Regions from separate parts of the Ovis aries genome. Here region 1 is linked to region 2. Evidence: chromatin contacts called from public Hi-C data. All regions are on one chromosome and are shown on one strand. The core of a region is the stretch at or near the end of the contact, and the rest is flanking DNA. Distances in the headings are between cores, read along the strand shown. Region 1 holds the start of ARL11 (ADP ribosylation factor like GTPase 11). Region 2 overlaps CAB39L (calcium binding protein 39 like).

Region 1 (5,180 bases), core at 141-2,640, 250 kb after region 2:
TTTTTCCCAGTTGCTTCCTCCTGTTAAACATAGCAACCTGATGGTATCAGTCATCACAATAAGACGCTTGCCATTTACAAAGCACTTCCTTGGTGAGTAACACGGCGTGATAAAAGAGAAAGAGATGAATTATAAACCTCAGCAAGATCGTGAGCGAATTATTTATCCCGTCTGAGCCTGTTTCTTCATTGGTAAGATGAGAGAATCACAAACCTCAGCTTGGTTCCTGACATTTTAATGAAAGAATGTGCCGGAAAGCGGAGTTGTCACCCATTATGAGAGCCAAACCACTGACGCTCCAGATCCAAATCAGGATCTGCTGCAGAAGCAAGGGCTTCTGACTGGCCAATGTTTTGAAAATTCTATTTTTCGGGGCCATCATTTCTACTGGGAAAAATATAGTGACACTGTTCAGGAAAAAAAAATTAACAAAGCTGCTTAATCGTCCTTAATTTTAACTACATTAACACAGCTTTATAATTTTTAAATAAAAATTTAAACTTCTAATTTTAACATAATAGTAGTAGTTCAGTCACTGAGTCATGTCTGACTCTTTGCGACCCTATGGACTGCAGCACACCAGGCTTCCCTGTCCGTCATCAACTCAACTCATTTATAGATATATACGCATATATATATGGTGGCCCAGATAGTAAAGAATCTGCCCCCAATGCAGGAGACTTGGGTTTAACCCCTGGATTAAACCTGGAGAAGGGAATGGCAACCCACTCCAGGATCCTTGCCTGGAGAATTCCATGAACAGAGGAGCCTGGTGGGCTACAGTCCATGGGGTTGCAAAGAGTCAGACACAGCTAAGTGACTAAACACTTTTACACTTTCACATATAAGGTAAGCCATAAAATTATATATCTATAATAATTATATATAATTATATATATAATTTTATATTATATATATTTAAATATATATATTATATATATATTGGTTTACTTTCAACACTTTAGGCCTAATTTTTAAGACTGTTTAATCCTACTTAGGCAGTTCTTAAGCACATATGGTTCCAAGCAAACGAAAGAATCTCCAGGCACCAGAAACACAGGGAGGCATGAGCTGAAAGAAAAGGTCCAGTTCTCAGCTTTCTGCTTGGAGGGGATCTGAGATCCTGGGAGGAAGAGCAGGAGAGAAGCAGCTGAACACGACCCGGTTCCGAGCCAGGCGCCCGCCCTCCTGCCTACGGAGTCTGAGCTGCAGAGACCCAGGAGCTGCGCCGAGGCTCCTAGGGCAGAGCGGAAGGGCAAAGGGCATCCTGGCGGCACCAGGGTGTCTTCTCCCGGAGCCCCGGCGGCGCCGGGGGAGGGGCTCAGAGCCGGCCCCGCCCCCGACCCGCCCGGGAGGGAAGCAGAAAAAGGGGAACCGGCCCCATCCTCTCACACTATACTGGATTCTCAGGACTGAAAGCCGCTGCCCTGGGAGGACCACACAGACGGGCAGCCTCGGTAACTCTTAACTTGGTAGTAACTCCCTAGTAACTCTGAGGTAATTGTCATTTTTACGCTTCTACCCCTGGCCTGAGGATTGAACAGAGGGCGTCTCATTTTCCTCCACGGGGCAGCTGAAATCTATTCCTGGGCCTGAGATGTCCCTTCCCCTGTTCCAGCCAAGGTTTCTTGGGACTTAACGTGGGGACAGGTCTTGGTCTTAACACTTGAGATTCTTCAAAAACGTGTGTAATGTTCTGGAGGTGATTTATGTCGGTAAGCCACTGGAGGAAACCACTTTGCTCTGACTGGTTCCTTTGCCTGCAGTCAGCAGGATTTATAAATAGGCATGGTTAAAGGGGTGGCAGCCTGGTCCTGGGTGGGGCAGGGGCGGGGTGGTTCCAAAGGCTGCAGAAGTCACCACTAACCCCCTGCCCACTTCTCTCAGTGCACTGACCCCAAAATAACTTCCCCTTGGGGTTTAGGCTTCCAGGTGGACACCAGAGGCTCGAAGCCACGGAACGGCAAGAATCGAAGACATCCTTCAGTCACTTCTGCTCAACCAGGTTTGTCTAGCAGAAGTGGGTTGTACCTCCTTGCCTTAACTACCAAGGAATGGGAGCTGACGTTCCATGTCTTCACGGGGAGACCCTGGTCTCTTCTCTGCAGCAGGCACCCCTCCCCCCCGACCCCCAGAAATAGGTCAGCTGATGCTGACTCACACAGCCCTTCTTCCCTGCCCTTTCAAAGCCCAGACCTGGGTTTGAAAGCTGACACTGTGGACATTACCTTGGGTGTAGAAGCCCTTCTCCCATGGCCCACACGGATTTGTCTTCCTCCCGACGAGTGCACCTGGCCTTTCTTCCCTAGGGTCTGGCAGTGGCCCCCCATGGGGTCTGTGAGTTCTCGAAGTCACACGACAGAAGCCCAGGTGGTGATGATGGGCCTGGACTCGGCCGGCAAGACCACACTCCTGTACAAACTGAAGGGCCACCAGCGGGTGGAGACCCTGCCCACCGTGGGTTTCAATGTGGAGCCCCTCGAGGCCCCTGGGCAGGCATGCCTCACCATCTGGGACGTCGGGGGCCAGAGCCCGCTCAGGGCCAGCTGGAAGGACTACCTGGAGGGCACGGCCGTCCTTGTGTTTGTGCTGGACAGCACAGACGACGCCCGCTTGCCCGAGGCAGTGGCTGAGCTCACGGAGGTCTTGGAGGACCCCCACCTGGATGGCGTCCCCCTCCTGGTGCTGGCCAACAAGCAGGAGGCACCCCACGCCCTGCCATTGCCCGAGATCCGAGACAGGCTAGGCCTGCAGAGGTTCCCGGGGCTCTGCTGGGAGCTGCGGGCCTGCAGTGCCCTCACCGGTGAGGGGCTGCCTGAGGCCCTGGGGAGCCTGAGGCGTCTCCTGAGCTACCGCAGCCCCCCGAGTCTCTAGGTGAGTGCAGGGGGCGGCTGTCGGGAAACCTGAGAGCCTCAATCTCGGCAGAGCAGCCTGTCTTCTCTGCTCTTACAGACTGGAACACCAGCTAATCCTGGAGGGTTCTGTTTATTAAACAAGGAACCCTCCTAGGCTCAGACACAATGTGTAAGTCTTGGGACTTATTGCCACCGGTGTTGCTGTTGCAAATCAGCTACTCTTGGAATAATGAATACTCTAAGTGTTCCAGGTGGTTCAGCAGCAAAGCATCTGCCTGCAGTGTAGGAGACGTGGGTTTGATCCCTGGGTCATGAAGATCCCCTGGAGAAGGGAGTGGCAGCCCACTCCAGTATTCTTGCCTGGAGAATCCTGTGGACAGAGGAGCCTGGCGGTCTACAAGTCCATGGGCTCGCAAGAGAATCGGACATGACTTACCGACTAAACAACAAAGAAAGAAAAATACCTCAACAGAATTTGTTTAGTAACTCATCATTACCGCGTGTGAACTGAGAAACTGTAATAACAGAACAAGTAGCTGCCGAATAATTAAGACCTAAATTCACAGAGGGAAAGAGGTTTCAAAATCAGATCAGAATATCAGACTTGGATGTGTTCACGATCTTATGAGTGATTGTCCTTAGTAGCCCCCTAAATTGCAAGCAGTCAGGGCCAGCAGGGTCAAGAGATCTGCTTCCAAGAGATCTCGGGTTAGAAGTTGGCTGGGGCACTCAGCCCTGGACAGAGGCTGGGAGTTCCGACCTTCCAAAAGCAATCACCTTCTCTGACCCTGACTAGTCATTCTCTGGAGGAGGGCGTGACAACCCACTCCAGTATTCTTGCCTGGAGAATCCCTCGGACAGAGGAGCCTGACGGGCTGTAGTGCATAGGGTCGCAGAGAGTCAGACATGACTGAAGCGACTGAGTGTGAACGCACGAATGCACGGCCCTTCTCCACCTTTTTGTTATCCTGTGCTGGTCTTTTTCCAGAACACTTCGTTGTTTTCTTTCTGTTTTCCTTCTCTTTCTTCTTGTAGTGTATAGATTCCCTTAGAGATCAGATTAATCGGTTTCATTCATCCATTTATTCATTCACTTAATCAAAAATATGTCGAGCATGGAATTTGTGGCAAAGGGCAATGAGTTTTAGATATGAAGCGGGGCCTCCAGATGGGAGGCGTGAATTCTGAAGATATGAAGAGCGGCAATGTACCTCTCACTATTTACAGGGAAAGAAGAAGTTGAACATAGCATCCTAGAAGGGTTCTCAGGTGAGGTGATCTTTACCTAGGATCCAAGAAGCTCCTGAAATTATTTGCAAAAAGATCAGAAACTTTCATTAGATTTTAAAAGGCACCTGTGACTCCCTAAGGGTAGAAGCACCAACCTGGTCTTATCCTTCATCCAACCCAGGAATTCTTCCTATAATCTGAGATTTTTAATAGCAAGCTGCTTCCATTTGGTACCTCCTCTCGTGTTAAACAGCTCTAAATGTTGGATATTCTTTCCCTCTTGGGTTTCCATCAGCCTCCTAAGAGCTCCTGACGGTGGCTCTGCCCTCTGTGGAGTGACACGTGACAACTGGCCCTCGACATCCCTCTGATGTCTGAGAGGTCCCTCTACCCAAAGTCTCCCCTTCAAACATCAGCTTAGATGTGCCTGTTTTTTTCCACCTCTTGCCAGTTGATGTGTTTCAAGACTTCCCGTGTTGGACACAGGAAAGTACAACGATGCAGACAAAGGGAACAAGGCCTCCAGGCTCAGGGAGCTCTGGGTGGGGAAGCAGAGAACATGATTCCCATGAAAAGATGAGGATGGGAGTTTGCTGTTTACTGCGCATGTGCTGGGGCCGGCTCTGTGCTCAGTCCCTTACAAGAGTTGATCTCTAACTCTCCTAATTCTGCCAAGTGGGTATCCTTCCCATTTTATAGGATTAGACACTGAGGCTCAGAGAGGTTGTGACTTGCTCGAGGCGATGCTCTTAAGTGACACTTCTGGAATTTGAACCAGATGTTCTAGCCCTTGATGATGCCTGCATTCCTCCACGACATCGTGCTTCTAGGAGGTTTAATCCAAGGTTGACATTTGATTGGTAGATGAGATGGGGGAGCAGTCTAATCAGAGGAAATAGATTGTTTGGAGGCATGAGGGACAGTATAGGAGAACAAATAAGCCAAAAAAAAAAAAAAAAAAAAACCTGAAACAGGAGGTTGAGGGTGAGAGGTGGTATGTATTATAAAAGGAAACAAAACCGAAAGGAGGGACTTCCCTAGTGGTCTGGTGGCTAAGCCTCCACGCTCCCAATGCAGGGGGCCCAGGTTCGATAC
Region 2 (4,823 bases), core at 1,615-4,114:
CTGTCATCTCTGCACATGTGTTTCATGCCTGTGGCCCCTTCCACCTGGACTCCACACTGGAGTGTGATTCCCTCCCCCACTGGCCGTGAACCCCAAGGGGTAGCTGGGAGTCAACATGGGAGTGACCCTGGGTTGGCACATCACAGATTTTATCTCATTGATTCTCCGTGAAGCAGCTTCTCTTTCCCCGTCATGTTACGGGTTAGGAAAATGAAGGTGAGTGATTCTCAAGATCGAATCCTTGTCGTGGAGCTGGGATGAAGTCCAGGTATGGTTGTCCCCACTGTCTGTGTAGTTCCAGCAACTCCACACAACACTTTGGTGTCATTTAAGAGGGAAAACCAGCCAGAGGTCTTCAAGGGGGTAAGATGCTAAGAGGATGTGAGAACACAGCCCCCGGTACAGCACCTACACGGGGAGTTTTGAACATGTCCATTTAACTGAGCTGCAACAGGCTTCCAGGGTCTCCTCTCCTGCTTGGTTGGGCTCAAAAGAAAGTTGGCAGCCTTGCAAATGGAAGTGAGGTGGCAGCCACCCTTTCACTGGGCAGGTGGAGGCATGGCAGGTCAGGCCTCCTGGCTGGGCCTGTTGTCGGGGTCCAGCCCCCCCGCCCCGGCCCCGGGGACCCTCTCCTTCAGCTGCTCCAAATCTGGGCTCAGCCAAGGCAGCTCTACAGTGAATTGCACCATCCTGCAGTCGACCATAGGCTTCCCAGGTGGCGCCAGTGGTAAAGAACCCACCTCCCAATGCAGGAGACACAGGAGACACGGGTTTTGGTCCCTGGGTCGGAAGATCCCCTGGAGGAGGGCATGGCAACCCATGCCAGTATTCTTGCCTGGAGAATCTCATGGACAGAGGAGCCTGGTGGGCTACAGTCCATGGGGTCGCAAAGAGTCAGACAGGACTGAGCAACTGACACTTTCACTTTCTTTTTTCAGAGGCAAGAGATTGCTCCAAAGGATCCAGAAGTTCAGGATGGAATCTCTTGTCCCACGTGTAGATCTAATGCCTTCTTCCAAGATCAGACAACCACGTGGAGCAAAGCTACCCCCTGAAGTGAAGCTAGCTTTTGAAATCTTCCTGCTGAGTTCTCCTTCAGCAGGATTTCCTCTTTTCCTTGGGGGCCATGATGAAGGATGTGTCTGTCCTGGGGGTGGAGCTAAAGAGCAGGCTTGGAGGGAGACGGCCCAGGCGTGCAGCCTGGACTCTGGGGTCAGACCTGGCCCTCAATCCTGGCTCTGCTGCCAGCTGTTTGATCGGGTGAAGTTACTCACCCTTTCTGTGAGTCAGTGCTTTCCTCCATCACCTCTGGGACTGATACAAAGGTGTGTCTGAAGAGGCTTAGCGTCAGCTAGGCTGCTCATTTTGCTGTACTTTGCTTTCATTAGGTAGTCATGTACTAACACTTTCTTTTTAAAATAACTTTTTTAGTATTTTTATTTTTTAATTTTTTGGCCACCCCAAATGGCATATGGGATCTTAGTTCCCCAACCAGGGGTCAAACCCACGCCCCTGGAACTGGAAGCACAGCCTTAACCACTGGACCGCCGAGGAAGCCCCATACCAGCACTTTCTGTACGTCAGAAATAAAATCACGGGCTTCCCTAGTGGCTCAGGGTGGGAAAGAATCAGCCTGCCAATGCAGTTGATCCCTGGTCTGGGAAGATCCCACGTGCCACAGACCAACTAAGCCTGAGTGCCCCAGCTGTTGAGCCTTTGGTCCACATGAGCCGCCGCAGTGGGAAGCCCGCACACTGAAACTAGAGTAGCCCCCGCCTGCAGCAACCAGAGAAAGCCTGCTTGCAGCGACAAGGACCCAGCACAGCCAAAAATAAATTATGTAAAAAAAAAAACCACCCAAAATACAAAATCACACCTGTGTTCACAGCCATCTTCTGTCTTTTCAATCTTCTTAGGAAGACTAAGTCTAGCTTTTCCAGGTCTTTCTGTTTCGGGCTTTATCTAATTATGGGCCCTCATTAAAATAGCCCAAACCTTCCTGAAAGAACAGGCATGAAAAGATGGTGGTGATTCACCCATACATGCAATATTCTTTTGGATAACACAGAAAAAAAGTAAAAGATATAAATCTCAAGTGCCTCTAAGACTAGAAAGACCCGTCGAGTTACTTTAAAACAGCCATCATTTCATATTTTAAAAATCCTAGTGATTTTTGAATTTCATTTTCCTTCACATGATTCCAGTCACTTTCAGGTCGTATGTCGTTTCCAGATCGCACCGTGGCTCAGAGCAGCTGAGTGTCACATGGACCAGCAAGTGCGGTTGCTGACAGAGGCATTGGGAAGCTCGCTGCCCACCCCCCTCCAGGAGGTACTGCTCCCCAGAGCCTCCCAAAGACGGGCAGCCACAGAGGCTGGCTGGCAGAATGGTTGCTCAAAGACCGCGTGCCTCTTGGCCTTTCCTCCCACGGTAATAATCCTAAAATTTGGGCAAACGCCTGGCTTGAGCCAGAGCCCCGTCCAAAAACAATATGAACTCTATCCATCCTGGCTTCATTCTGGAGCCTTCACCCCTGGGAGCCTGCCAGGCGGCAGTGGGGGAGGGCACAGCGTGAGTCCAGACCCCCAGGCCCGCCCCTCCTTCACAGCCCTGGGGATGAAAAAAAGCATAAGAGTAGGAGTTTGGCCTCTGGCCACCGTGGCTTTGTTCCCCAGCTCTGGTCCATGTTGTCTGGGGTAAACTCCTTAGCGCCTTGGTTTCCTCAAATATAAAATGGGAATGACTCTGGCTGTAGTGAAGCACCCGTGAAATGTCTACTGCCTGACAGGCAGCCCTTGGTCAAGGGCAGTGAGCCTCACAGGGCGGGGGGACGTGGGGCCTCCCGGCAGCCGGTGCTTTCCCTGTTTGGAGCGGTGACAAGAACACAGGGGCGGGACACGCAGAGAGAAACGAAACCAACCAAGGAGTATGTGGCACCTTTTCATTTAGTCAGTCTTTATTTAAATGTGTGCTTTTGAAATGGCTTATTAAATATGACCTTTTTGAAACTCAAATCTCACAATATTTACAGTGACTTTTATGCAAACATACTTTAACTGTGAGCTTTTGGCTCCCTCTTTCTCACGTTAACAATTTACAAATTTGTATCACAGCAAAACCCCAGCTACTTCATTTATTACGGGGGTTTGCTAGGAATGAGCTAATTCAAGCTCAGGGGAAATAAAATATGTTTTACTTATCAAAAAAGAACTCTAACAAGGCTTTGCTTTCCACTTGTCCACATGACGTGTGGGACAGTATTTAAGCAAAGAAATAAATTTCCAATAGTCATTGCTGCGCCTTCTTTCTTTCTTCCTTTTTTTTTTTTTTTTTAATATTTATACTCATCTCTTTTAAACAAACAAAACCAGAAAAGTCAGATTCGAAGAGACTCTGGACTGTCAGGGAATGTTATAAAAATAATCTGACCTCAGCAATGCAAGATTGAAGGCCATCAGATGGTCCAGCACTGGTCAGTGCTGCTACAAGAATCTCCAGCAGATCCAATAGCATCTGCCTCAGAATTCAACGCTGGGGCTGGGGGCGAGGATAAACGCAGCCAAGAAGGATGAAACCACGCCAGGTAATGCTTCAGATGCTAAATCTACAAGAGTGTGGATCCTGGAGAGGGATCTTCCCCTCTCTGGCTGGAGAAATATCTGGTTCAAGAACATAGTACCCTATATTGTAAAAAGTGAAGATTCCTATGGAAGGCACTAATTCATGATCTGGAAACAAGAATCATTAAAAAAAAAGTACAGACTAACAATTGTACTTTTAATGTCTTGTAAATATAGCTTTAAAATTCCATTTTGTACACTTGATGTCTGAAAACAAACCGTGACCTTTATTTTAAAACACACAAATTAATTCCTAAATCATCCTAGTATGCAAGAGAGTACTTGAGACCAACATTTTCACAGAAACCTTTTCAGTGAAGAATCTGATGTGAAATTACCATGACAGATCAGAAATTAGAGTGAAATTTGCTTTAGTCCTTTGAGGACGTTTCATGCGTGTAATCATTTGCCCTCCCAACTGCAGTGTTCCCTTATGTATAAGTGGTCTAAAGCCCTGTGTGACCTCTGGACCTGTGGTTTTACACACACTAGGCATCTCGATGCAATGATTCTTACTCTGAAAAACACTTTCACCACAAAACTTCTTTCCCAAATTAAGAAGTATGAATGAAATATCCCAAATATTCACTAACCCTATAGAAGTCTGTGAAACAGCAATTACTTCTGCTAGAGTTGTGGTTCTTAACCATCGGTTACAAGTGTTCAAGTGAGCAGATCCTACCCCAGTGGGTCCTCCATGCCTGTGATCCTTGTTAGACCATCCTGTTTATACCTAGTTGGTTCCATACTAATCTGGTCAGAGTAGGGTGTATGTGTGTGTGTGTGTACCATGAGTCAGGTGTGCAGAGGAGATTCATTGAGATGGAATGTGGGGTCATAAGCAGAAAGGAGGGTAGCCGTTTCCTAGGAAGCTACGAATGAATGATTATGGTTAATAGATGTGGGCAGGGAATAGAATATGGAATGGCTGAAAATACTGGATCTTATTTTCTTAGTGCCTTAAGAAATTTGTGGGCAAATGGGCAGATAGGCAAAACAGTTTTGTGTCTCTTGCCCCAACTCCCAATTCTCCTCTGAGAATTTAATCCTCCTTGAGGACTGGGTGACATCCACCCTTCGAGTTCCCAGCACTTGGTGGCTCGTGGTGACTGAGGGCTCATCTGCAAGCCCACAGCCTTGCTGCCTTCCATTAAGAAAGTGTTAAAGTTGCTTTCATCAATTCCCCAATACGATGGCTCTGAT

What was found. A called contact is a pair of places that touch in the nucleus more often than the background predicts.
Region 1: a Hi-C map of tail adipose tissue shows a contact between it and region 2, with 6 times the contacts expected there. The contact joins the promoter of ARL11 here to the enhancer-like site in region 2. A contact is called at or near these places in 9 of 16 Hi-C or Micro-C datasets (blood, hypothalamus, liver and 3 more).

What each region holds. Positions count from the first base shown.
Region 1 is chr10:19,508,926-19,514,105 of ARS-UI_Ramb_v3.0, forward strand. ARL11 (ADP ribosylation factor like GTPase 11) reads left to right here and starts at 1,391. Exons shown (of 3, transcript XM_012184473.4): 1 at 1,391-1,497; 2 at 1,925-2,005; 3 at 2,310-5,180. The coding sequence starts at 2,329. The coding sequence ends at 2,874.
Region 2 is chr10:19,252,712-19,257,534 of ARS-UI_Ramb_v3.0, forward strand. It overlaps CAB39L (calcium binding protein 39 like), which reads right to left. Exons shown (of 10, transcript XM_060394366.1): 10 at 2,928-4,823. Among named protein-coding and RNA genes, the nearest start is that of CDADC1, 53 kb to the left of the region's middle. Within about 2 kb of position 2,865, at least 25 of the 54 cell types and tissues checked have an H3K27ac peak or open chromatin away from gene starts, as enhancers often do. A contact at or near this core is called in liver, muscle and tail adipose tissue, where this site is marked.